2 separate regions of the Sus scrofa genome follow, and region 2 is linked to region 1. Evidence: chromatin contacts called from public HiChIP or PLAC-seq data. All regions are on one chromosome and are shown on one strand. The core of a region is the stretch at or near the end of the contact, and the rest is flanking DNA. Distances in the headings are between cores, read along the strand shown.

Evidence for each region. HiChIP or PLAC-seq counts read pairs in DNA pulled down with a chosen protein or histone mark.
Region 2: an H3K27ac HiChIP or PLAC-seq map of skeletal muscle shows a contact between it and region 1. The contact joins two enhancer-like sites. A contact is called at or near these places in 1 of 5 promoter capture datasets (liver), 10 of 47 Hi-C or Micro-C datasets (embryonic fibroblasts, heart right ventricle, liver and 4 more) and 2 of 2 datasets of contacts at active chromatin or transcription factors (alveolar macrophages and skeletal muscle).

Annotation. Positions count from the first base shown.
Region 1 is chr15:120,048,768-120,054,837 of Sscrofa11.1, forward strand. TNS1 (tensin-1) reads right to left here. Exons shown (of 36, transcript XM_021075207.1): 6 at 541-590. Among named protein-coding and RNA genes, the nearest start is that of TNS1, 92 kb to the right of the region's middle. Within about 2 kb of position 2,939, at least 38 of the 83 cell types and tissues checked have an H3K27ac peak or open chromatin away from gene starts, as enhancers often do. A contact at or near this core is called in liver, mesenteric adipose tissue, retroperitoneal adipose tissue and 2 more, where this site is marked.
Region 2 is chr15:120,092,634-120,098,703 of Sscrofa11.1, forward strand. The region is part of intron 2 of TNS1 (tensin-1); the gene reads right to left. Among named protein-coding and RNA genes, the nearest start is that of TNS1, 48 kb to the right of the region's middle. Within about 2 kb of position 2,393, at least 35 of the 83 cell types and tissues checked have an H3K27ac peak or open chromatin away from gene starts, as enhancers often do. A contact at or near this core is called in liver, mesenteric adipose tissue, retroperitoneal adipose tissue and 2 more, where this site is marked.

The sequences.
Region 1 (6,070 bases), core at 1,689-4,188:
CTGAATGAGCAAGGCATCAAGTCCCCTGTGCCTGCCTTTCCCCAGCCCCCAGCAGCCCAGCCAGACTGAGAACCTTCCTTTTATAAGTGGCCCTCTGACATCAGAAACCTCTGCCTGTTGAGAGGACTGGGATCTAGCACAGGCCCATGTCAGCCACGCCTGAATGCAAACCCTAGGGCTTCCTCTTGGTGATTGCAGGACCTCTAACAAGCCACTTCACCCCCCTGAGACTCAGTTTCTTCATCTGCCTAGTGGGATAAAACACTTACCTTGCAGGGTTGTTGCAAGGACTAGATGAGATCATGCAGGTTAAATAGAGAATCCAGCTCAAGGCCTGGCTTCGAACTAGAACTCAAAACATGACCATTTCCCAGTGGCATCTCCCTGCATCCCCTTGCTATGGTTTTCGCGTCTGCCGCATTCCCTACCCAGTGGCTTTGTGACTTCCATCTCGGAGTCCCAAAGGCATGACTTGCTGAGAACATGCTCACTGACTTCACTGCCTGCACCCCACCCCCGGCCCCCCATAGACGGGCATACCTGATGGGCTGGGGATGGGCCTGGACACTTGGCGTGACTCTGGTGGAGCCCTGGGAAAGAGAAGAGAAGCAGCATTAGGGTGGAGGCTGGCCGGACGACAGGAGAGCAGCAGAGAGCTGTCCACGAGAGCAGTCAGGGCCACGGGCAAACACAGATTTCCTCTCCTGCCTCTGCCAACATTCCAGCCCAGGCACCCTAAAGCCTCAGCAACACAGCAACCCAAAGCCAAAAGCAATCAATGCCAAGCCCATGTGAGCGAGCCTGTGTGCCTGTGAGCCCCCAAGGGAAGGGCTTTCCTTCCCCGGGCAAGAAGAAATCGCGAACACTGAGAAACTACGGCCTGGGCTGGTGCCATCTGCCCTGAGTGCACATTCAATAAAACAGTTACTCAACTGATTCCATCTTGGTTCCCTGGACTTTGGAATAGTAACCCCAAGTGGAGGATAGAGATGGTAAGTGTGGGTTTTTTTCTTTTCTTTTTCTTTTTGTCTTTTTAGGCCACACCCTTGGCGTATGGAAATTCCCAGGCTAGGAGTTGAATTGGAGCTGAGCTGCCGCCACAGCCACAGCCACAGCAACACCAGATCTGAGCCACGTCTGCGACTACACCACAGCTCACAACAATGTCAGATCCTTAACCCACTGAGCAAGACCAGGGATCGAACCCGCATCCTCATAGATACTAGTTGGGTTCATTACCACTGAGCCACAGTGGGACTCCTAGAGATGGTAAGCATGAAAGAAGGAAAGATGGGAGCGCTGGCACCCCTCTGCCCAGCTCTGAACATTTCTCCTCCAACCACCAGCAGCCCCTATGCCTCTCCTTTAAAGCAGCAACACCGGTCATTCAATCCAAAGTTTTGAGACAAGAAGCAGCTGGGCGTGGCGTGTACCATCTGAGATCAGGGCTAGACAGCAAATCATGTTTCTGAGGACTCACTGCTCCTTGTCTGTTATCCTAACCCGCTCCCACCTCTAGGGTTGCTGACTTGTAGAAAAGTAGGCAAATGGACCCAAGCTAGTACCCAAAACACCCCAGGGCAACCTGATGGCACATGATGAAAGCGCGAGATCCAGTTCAGAGTCCCACAGCATCCTGCTGGGCAGCCTTGAGATTAACTGAATGCTCTGAGCCTTTGTAATATCGTAAGTAAGATGGGATGATCCTTATGAGCTTGTGTGAAGAGTACAAGGAATTATACGTGAGTTCCCATCGTGGCGCAGCAGAAACAAATCTGACCAGTATCCATGACGATACAGGTTCGATCCCTGGTCTCGCTCAGTGGGCTAAGGATACAGCGTTGCCATGAGCTGTGGTAAAGGTGCAGATGCAGCTCAGATCCCACATTGCTGTGGCTGTTGGGTAGGCCAGCAGCCGCAGCTCCGATGTGACCCCTAGCCTGGGAACTACCATATGCCGCACCTGTGGCCCTAAAGAAAAGCAAAAAAAAAAAAGAATTACGCACATGAGGCGCTTACATGTTGTTACTGTTACTACATCAAGTACAATTAAAAGGGGAAAGATACAAACACAACATTCACTCCTATGGAAAAGCAAAGCCCTGCATCAACAGCTGCCCCCCCACCCCCGATCCTTTTCAGCCACCTCACTCAATGCAGAATCTGACACCCAACCTGTCCATTCCCAGGCCCAGCCAGAGTCCTCTGAATTCAATGGCACTCTTCAGACAAACTCCCCGAAACCGGCCTTCCCTGACCATCAAGTTGCATCCACATCTTGGAAGAGGCTGGACCACAGTCCACCAAGAAGAGGAGAAACCGAAGCCACAGTGACTCACCCCCAAGTCCTGATGCCTGGCAGAGTTCACCCCTAGGCTCCGGGCTGGGCCCCTGGAGCCCCGAGAAGAGAAGCTCCCTTCAGCCATCTCCAGGCCCGGAAGCACCTACGAGGTGGGGGCGAGTTGGCTGTACAGCCCAGCTCCCAACTGAGCCCCAAGTCAGGGCAGCCCTGCTCAGAAAAGGGTTCTCCATCCAGCCTCTGGTCAGAAGGCTGTGGCCAGAGTCCCCTCTGCCTGGGCGGCCACCCAGCTCTGAACAGCTCAGCCTTGGACGAAGCAGCAGGAGGAAACAGCCAAGTGGGGCTGTCGGGGCGGAAAGTTTCTCTGTCGCCACAGCTCTCCTGGCCCTGAGGACTTGGGTTGGCATGAGTCAGGCTTTGGGGGTGGAGGAGGTGCGAGGGAGGGGGCGGTAAGGAGGGGTTGAGCTGTATTTGGTTTTCAAGACCCAAACCAGGCTGTTTCAAAACGACCCACCCAGAGGGACGCAGAAACCCAACACTCCATCCGTCTCCATTCTGCTGATCCCTGATGAGGAGCCACTGAAACTCCCCAGGCCCCAGGCCCTGCTCCAGGCCCCGGGGCCACCCTGCTATAAATAGCCCCTCGGGTTCCGGCGACTGCTTGATCCACAGCCATGTTTGGAGGAGGCCACCACAGCTGCTTCGAACAACTGGAAGCCACCACCAGAGCCAAGGCTGGAGGTGCGGCCAGGACCACGGGGCCAGGCTTAGGGAGCCGCAGGGAGACAATGGGATATTGAGACCGGCTTGGCAAGGGGACCTGGGAGCCGATGGGACCCTAGGGGAGCCTCCACGGGCACAGGGGCGAGAAGGATGCGCGGGGCGGGAGCGCCGGCTCCTGCTTCCCCACCCCTCTCCTCAATGTTACAACACTCCACATTCCTCCGCCTCCCCACCCCAAAAAAGCCAAGGAAGATAAATAAAAACTTGGCCCCAACCGAGTCTGGCCATGGCCACACTGCCTCCAGAGGTGATAAGACAAAGTCCAAGCCGGCTCTGCTCTGCCGAGCCAGCCAGGGAAGGGGAGGCCGGGGAGGAAGCTGCCCTGGACGGTGACCCCAGCGGGGAGGATGGAGATGAACAGCTGGACGGTCATCTCCCGATGAATCATTGGGCCGCCCCCTAACTGACAGGGCTTCCTGTTTTCTGCAAAGTTTGGGGGCATGTGACACTCGCTAGCAGAAAGCAGACGTGCACAGGTAACACGTCCGAGGGTTGGTGGCAGAGTCACAGGGAGAACCGGGGAACCACCAAGGGGCTGGGGGCGGGGGCGCATGAGTAACACAACCTGATGCTCCAAGAAATACAGTGACCTCACACACGCCAGGCGAGAGACAGCGCCTCCTGCGGCTGCCTAATCCCGAGGGCCTTTTTCAAGAGGGACACGGGCCTCTCTGCTCCCCATCGTCATGCACATGGAGTGGCACCAGCCGTGCGCAAGGTCCCTACGGTCTGTGAAGGCAGGTGCTCCTCCACGGAGCCAGGGTGAGAAGCAGCCACTTGGTCTCACTGACCCATCTGTCAATGGGTACAGCAGAGTCTCGGGTGATTTCTCTGCTCCATTTAGAGCCTCTGGGAAAAACCACCAGAGGGCTTTGTAAAGAGTACTGGAAAGAGTTTATTTCATCAAGGCAAGCAAGCTCTCTGGCTGCCTGTAATCCCATTCCTTTCCTCACTGGGGCTCTCAAAGCCCTTTACACACTCAGCTTTGAACTTCCCTATCCTTCCCCAGACAGGGATGGATAATAGGACTTTTGATCCACCTCCCTAGGCACCAAGAATCTGCCCTATCATCATCACCAACACACAGTCTTTCCTCTGCTTAAACGACACTGGGAAAGGAAATTCCACAGCCTTCCCCAAACAGTGTCTTACTTCTCTTATTATCGGGCAGTTCCTCCTGGTATCTAACCCTCACCCTTCCTGCTGCAGATTCAGCGAACTCTGTTGGCCTTGGTCCTCGCTGCAGGCGAGAGCTGCTGACCACTGCTCAGACACTCCAGAGCAGCTCAAGATCCATGTCCCCACCCCCCGGCTCCATTTTTCACCCTCTTCTTCCCCACCCTGCAGCACAGCGGGAACCCCAGGATCTGGGTGGGGTTGGTTTGGAGCAACGACTGCGTGGGAAGAGTCCTGCCTTCCTTTGAGGTCCACAGACCAAACACAACAGCCCTGGACCAAAAGAAAAGCTGTTTCCTGAGCCCCAGTCCCCAGGGGGCACAGTTGGGAGGAGGGTCTGGAAGCGACACCCGGAGCCACGTCAGGCAGCCAGAGACTGGTGACCAGTCTATGACAGACACCCTTCCCATCCCTGTGTCTCTTCTGGGGGCTGTGGCCACCCCCACCCCTCTGCAGCAGCCCCTCCAGCCCCTCCAGCCACACCTCTTCCTCTGTCCTTCCTGCCCACCGGCCCGGATTTTTCCAAAACAAAGTGCGACACAGCACACCAGCCACAAACTGCAACACATCAACCTCATTGGAGGAAAACAGCCATTCCTGCCCTGTGAGTCCCGGGCCGCGGGCCAGAGACAGGAAAACAGCTCAACAAACAGGCACATTATCACAGCAGCAGGCTCAGGGCAGCAACCACGCTGCCTTGAAAACGGGTGTCCTCACCCGGGGATGACTGCAGGAGAGCCTAGTGGCTGGGCAGGGGACCAACTCAGGGACCTTGGGGTCGCCCAACCTGGAACAGGTGTCTGAGAATCTCAAAAGGTACGTTTGCTCTCCCTCTTTGCAGCGCCAGGGCCATTCTGGAATTTGCTCACTTGCTTAGCCTTTGAGGAACTTCAACTAAACTAACTAGACCCAAATTCATTTTGTCCCTCCTCCCATATCCAGATATGACACCCCCCCACACCCCTGACACACACAGACACACACACTTTCAGCCCAGATCAACAGAATCTTCTCAAAAGAAAAAAAAGAAAAAAAAAAAGCCTCTAATCGCAACTAAGCGGCAACCTCTTTCTTCCCCAAGACCAAGGTCATACACACCCTCACGTCAAAAAGTTCTTCTTGATGTCTACCTTCACTCTCTCTTGCTGCAGCTTTACCTGTAGGATCTGCCCGGCCCTGGCTGGGGTTGTAAGGTGCCGCTGTTCTAGGGCTGGGCTAGACCATTGGCTCAGAGGCTTAGTTCAGATATCATCAGCCACCCTGTCTCCTGGTCAATGGTCAGGAGTCCTGGAAACTCCAGATCCAGGCAGTGGTTCCAGGATGGGATGGAGAAGACATTTCATGGAGTCAGTGGGCCCCTCCAAGCCTCTGGTTCCTCATCTATAAAACGCGGCCACACCATCTGCCACAGCAAGACGTCACGTGGATCAAAAAATATCCAGCCCAGCTCCTGGCCCTTAGCCAAAATAACAGCAAGAAGAATGGCCAAGATTTACTGAGCACCTATTATATGCTCTGTGTGTATCAAGCTAGTTAATTCTTAGCAGTAGGTACACAAAAGATTAATTTCTCCCCTACACCCCAGCCCCAGAAATGTCACAAACTCAGACAAGGGTCCCTCCCCAGCATGTGCATCTGTGCCCGGGGGGCCCCCCCGCACATACCTTGAACAGAGCCTTCCCCACTAATTTGAGAGGCATTGTCCTCTCTCCTCCTGGACACCTCCGGGACGCCTCCGACTTGCAGGGCTGGCCTCGCGGGGCTGGCCCAGGGCAATGTGGCCAGGTGGTGGGCTCACCACAGACAGAAGTG
Region 2 (6,070 bases), core at 1,143-3,642, 43 kb after region 1:
CACAGGGCCCCCAGAAAGGGGGGGCTGTAAGGAGAGGCAGGCTGGGACACCTAGTGTGGATCTGGAGCTCACCCCAGAAGCCCACCTTGACATCCCATCAAGGGAAGCCCAAGCTTCCCAGGGCTTGGTGTTCAGAAATCTTGAACCCCATCCCCACCTTGCCTCTCCTCTCTGCTCCCTGAGCAACCGCCCCCCCAACCTTGGAAAACAGGTCTGGAGAGGTGGCGGGGGGGGTGAGGGGGAGCAGGAGCAGGTGGCTGGCTCCTCTCATGCTTCAGAGAGGCCCTTGAGAACAACGCCCTTGGCCTGTACCCCCAGCGGTGAGTTACACAAACCACTTCTAGCGGCCCTGACAATCCTGTATTATTTTATATCCGCACGCTGAGGCTGAGAGAAGAGCAGCCCCCGTGTATTTTGCATCCCAGATCTTGGCTACCACCTCCAGGCTGGCCGAGGAAAGCCCCCCTGCCCACTCCCACAGCACACCCCCTTCTCCCCCACTACCCCCAGCTACCACCTGGAGGAGGAGCCGGGACTGGACTCTCACTGCAGGGTGGGAGCAGCAGGTGTCAAGGTTGGCAGGGCTTCTGCCCTCTCCATTCCACACCAAGCCCTCAGCGCACAGGTCTACTCCAGCCCTTGTGGAGTTAACCAACAGGGCAAGGAGCAGGACAAGAGGAATCGGAAGAAACTCCTTGCAGGAAGCAGCTGAAGCAGACCTGGGGAGCCATTGAGCAATGGGCTCGATGCAGAGCAGCCGGCTCTCTGTTCCCCAAACACTGGTTGGGAGGAGGAGGACCTTGACGTCCTGTTTGTGCCCACACCCCAGGCCAGAGGCCACTGCCTTCCTGCTCCCTGAACTGGGTGTCAGAGAATTCTCCGACTCCAAGAATCCCAGGACCTCAACATCCCAGGAGACCTTCAAGGTCAACCCTTCCAACCACATCCCAGCTCAGGAATCCTTACAAGCTGTTGTCCAGCCTCTGTCTAAACTCCCCCCCTCGACGGGATTCTCACTACCTTACAAGGCAGCCAGTTCTACTACGGACCCACCAGGCTTGCTGGAAAGCCCTTCATTAAACCGAGCTGAGCTTCCTTCATCAAACAAAAATCCATTCTGCCCCTTTGAGTCCTCCTCTGACGTCCTACTTTGCACACTGAGTGTTCCCAAATGCCGAAGCTTCAGCCACAGTCCACCGGCAATGAGAAGATGGTCACCGAACAGTAACTTCGTCTCTGAACTCCTCTGCACCCCACCCCACCCCAGCACCTCCCCACCCCAGCCACCAGCTCCCTGTGTTTACAGTTCTGGACCCCGCAGCCCCTATGGGGAGAGTCTGACCTGGAGTTTTGAGGGAAGTGAAGTATGAAGCTTGGGATAAGGGATCAGGAAGGAAAGCCGGACAGGTTCAAGGCCGGGGATTTGGAAGCAGAGGGTTCCCAGGTTGCCTCCCAAGACTTCTCAGCTCTGCATCAAAGTTCTGGCTCCTAGTCCTGCCTATTGAACTAGCTGAGACCCTCCTAGGCCCTGGCCCGTGGTATCCTCTACGGAAAGCAGAGTCAAGGCCAACCGCAAGCTGGATCCCAGCACTGATCCACTTCAGAGCTCTCCATCCAGCTCCTCATCCAGAGCCAGGTCCAAGGCCTCCCTCCTGCACCCCTAGGCCAGAGGGGTCAGAGCAGAGGGTGCCTTAGCTCTAGCAAGGTTTGAGGTGCTAGGGCAGCTCGAGGGTGGGGGAAACTGGAGGAGCTGCCAGCTGGCAGGGGTAGGAGCAACTTAAGGCCACGTCTGAGCCCAAGGGGTCCCCACCCGACCCAGGCAGCTTCAGGAAGGGGCCCAGCAGAGACCAAAGGAGAAAGGGTGCTCTCCCCACACCCTCATGAACCTCTGGGCTTGGCTGTGCCACATGAAAGGGACGCTGAGGCTTCCAGAATAGAAGCCCCTGTCCCCAAAGACTCCGGCATCCTCATTTCCAGTGCCCCCCTTAGCCTCACCCCACAACCTCCTGTCCTGCCCTCCCAGACTAACTCCTTCCCTACCCAGCACCCATCCTGTCCCCTAACTCCATCCCACCCCCTGCAGGGAGCCCAGCCCGACTGGGAGCTCAGCAGGCTTCTCTTGGTCACCCCTTGGTCACCACCCTCCCCGTTTCCTCTTCGAAGACAGTAGTTAACCTAAAAACATCTGGGCGGGCAGTCCTGGCCCTGGTCCTGAACTTGGGGACTGGGGCGGGGGGTAGGGGTGGGGGGACAGACGCCGAGGTTGGCCCTGCATGGATGCTCCAGCAGGAACAACTGGCAGGCAGGGTATCAGAGGGTCTGGGCAGGAGGCGAGCAGTGAGGAGTGAGGAAGGGGAGGGGGAAAGGCAGCTGCATGTGTCTGTTCATTAACCACCTGGATTAGCTATTTCTGCCCAGAGGGGTCAGGAAGGAGTAAGAGCGCTGGCTGGGGGAGGGCAGCAGTGGGAACACATGCCAGCCTGTGCCCATGGGCAAAGGCGCATGGACACACGCTGAGGGGCATAAGGCAGGGGGCCCGGACCTTTCCAGGCCTGCCAAACTCTCCACCGCAGCTGCCTCTTGGTTGATGAGGGATGGGAGTAAGACGAGCCCTAAGGGGAGGATGGTGCCCAGTAACAGCTCCATCCCGTGGCGGGGAAAGGAGGGAAGGGGGCAAGAATGCCCACACCTGTGCCCTGGTCTTCTCCCCCAGGCAGTCCAATGATGGCAGGCAGGTAGAGGAAGGGACCCTAGCGACTCGAGACCGCAGCCTCCCCCAACCTTGGTCAGTTCGTCCCTCCCCACTCACCCCTGCTGGCCTCAGTCTCAAGCAGCCAGAGACACACAACTTCTCCAGCAAACAAAACTCCTTCTGACTGGTCTCTCCCCTGAGCAGGGACAACCGCGCCCCAGACATCGCTGCCAGAACCAGACGCTGACCTCAGGGATGGACAGGTTGGTCCGGAGGGGCTACCTAGCCCAGAGGCTTGTGACCAGACGGGCTGACCTCCCTCCTCCCCTAACTTACGCCCTGATCGGAGGTCCTGACAGCATCAGGGCCAAGAGCGAGAGCGTCTCTCTCACGCCAGCACGCACACCCGACGCCACACTCACCTTTCCGGCAGAGGAGCCACTGGGTGGGGTGGGTGTCTGGGCTCACAGGACGGGGGCAGTGGGCAGTGAGGGGGCAGCGGCTGTGGCTGGCAAGAAGCTGGTTGCCGAGAGGAGGGTGCGAGTGAGCCTTGTGTCCGGGCGGGCGGGGAGCAGGCACAGGCAGCGGAGCTGGTCCCAGGGCCACTGCTGGGAGCAACTGAACGAGGGCGCTGCTCGCCCGGCTCCCTCCCCTGGCAGCCGGCGGGCCGGGCTATTGGGCGCACCGCCTCCTTCCCCCATCCCCGGCTCCGGCCAGCGGTCCGCCCCGCCGCCTCCTTTAACCCCTGAAGCACTCAGCCAGGGCCCTTACGCCCAGCTCCCCGGCTCCAGCTCCCCGCTCGCTGGCTTGGTGGCAGGGCACATATGCCTGGGCATGGCATGCCAAGAAGAGTGCCCTCCCCCTTCGGCCACTGGCTCAGCTGCCTCCCTGGGGACCCTCAGGGAGGGGCGGAGGGCTTTCGGAGCAGAGGTGGGGGAAGAGGGCAGGATGCCAAGAGGTCCAGGACCCCACGGAAGAAACACTGCTGGAGAGAAATGGCCCGAGGATGAGTGGGTGGAGAAGGATGGTTGGTGAGACAATAATAATAACTGCAACTCCCAACTTTGGGAAACTGCTCTGCTTCCTGCTGTTTCCAACTCATTTTGTGACTGGAGATCTTACTCTGAACCCGTTTCTCCCCTTATCTGTCAAATGTGGGGTAAAAATCCTTGCTTTTTTCCTCTGGGCTGAGTTAAGCTATTTGTGACTATATATTCAAACGTGATTTGAATTGAACTCTAGTTAATAAAATGCATGTTCCAAGTCTCTTTGAAACACATCAAAAAAAAAAAAAAGATTGATGGAGAGATAGAAACGTGTTAAAGCAAATACAGTGTTCAGTACAGAATCAGGGCACTTGTCATATTATACTTTCAACTATTTCATATGTTAAAAAAAAAATTACAATTGAAACTACTGGGGGAGGAGTTCCCTCTGTGGCACAACGAGATGAGCAGTGTCTTGGGAGCAGTGGGTCTCAGGTTTGATCCCAGCCCAGCACAGTGGGTTAAGGATCCTGCTGCGGGTTGGATCAGAAATTGCAGCTCAGATCTGATCCCTGGCCCAGGAACTCCATATGCTGCAGAGCAGCCAAAAAAAAAAAAAAAAAAACTGGGGGAAATGCAATTTGAAAAGTTTAGAGTGCCATAACATGATAAAAGTATAGAAGCAGAAAGGGTTATTTTGAGGGGAAGAGAAAAGTCATTTGCAGCACACCTATTTGTATGCCTGGCACTTAAAAGAATATTCTCTCTCTCACTTAATCTTTCAATCTCTCTCTCTTGTTTTCACCGAAGAAAGTGACCTTGGAGCGGTTAGCTGACTTGTCCAAGACCACACAGGATGGCGTGGAGCAGGAACTCTGATCCTACGGGCCGGCTCTGGAGCCAAGCTCCCCACCACTCAGCCCTCCAGAGATGAAAAGGCCATTCTCTTTGCCATCTGGGCCACCTTCCTGTGAGGTCCCGGGCCAGTGACCCGCATGTCTGAGCCTCCTCAGTTTCCCCTGCTGTCCAATGAGTTTGGATCCAAAGATCTTCCAGATCTTTTCTGGTTATGTTCACTAATTTTATGAATCCAGCCAAACCCTTCCCCAGGCTTCAATTTTCCAGAGAGGAAAAGTGACAGGGGAGACCCAGGAGGAATAAATGGCCTCGGCAAAGATTTGGTGGCATCTGGGGCCAGCGTCACAGAGATGTCAACAGGTTAGAGGGCTGCTCCCCCCACCATCATGAGTGACAATGGAGCCCAGGAGGATGCGGGGGAGGGGCACCCTCTCAGGATCTTATGTGGGGAGGGTGGGGATAGAGGCCCCACTGCATCCACCCCCTGCTCCTGCCTCTGCAGCAAGATGACCTCATCTCCTCCCAGATGGGAAGAGTCTGGCCTCCCAGATCCCAAATTCCAGCATCTCACAACCTACCAGCCTTGACAGTGGCCTCAGCCTGTGACCAGAGATGGGAAAAACCTGGCCTCTCTGAAACTGCATAAGGAAACCCTGCCCAGGCCTCCTTGGCCCCAACTCTGGGGCAAAGTGGTCTCCAAATGGCCCTATCCTGCCTCACCCTCATACCCACTGCAGCCCAGGGGCAGCCGGGGGTTTGAGCAAGCCCTGGTGAGGGGAGGGAACTGAGGATTCTACAACAGCCATCTAGGCTCATCCAGAGGTGGGTTGGGGAGCCGCTGTAAAAGTGGAACCTTCCCCCAGGTCATGGATTAGCAGAAGTGTCATCCTCTCCACGGCTTCCTTCCACCCCCGACACACTATCACCCCCTATCACATCTAAGAGTCCCGCCATATACCACATCCAGCCCCAGTTCTGCAGCAGGACGTTTGAGACCCTCTGGGATGCAGCCATCAGCATCTTACAACGTTCAGGGCTCAACTCAAAAGCCACACTCTCCATGGATCCTTCTCCACTTGGCAGGTACCAACCCCTCCTCTGAATATCCAAGGCTCCTATACTAATGCTGTGACACACACTTGGGGGCACTCCTGTGTCTCCCATTAGTTGAGCAAAGGTTTCTTCATCCTTTTCTTTCTCCTTTCCAACTTTGTCCAGGGCCTAGCACAATGTTGACTCCTAGAAGATTCTTAATAAATGTGGAAAGAGTAAGTGGATAATGGAGAGATGGGTGGATGATTGGTTAGAAATTGAATGCAAGGGCTCTTTTTTTTTTTTTTTCTTTTTTTCTTTTTAGGCCCATACCTGCAACATATGGAAGTTCCCAGGCTAGGGGTGAAATCAGAGCTGCAGCTGCCAGCCTACATCACAACCACAGCAACGCCAGGTCCGAACCACATCTGCGACCTACACCGCAGCTTGCCCCACTGAGTGAGGCCAGGAATGGACCCCACATCTTCGTAGATACTAGTTG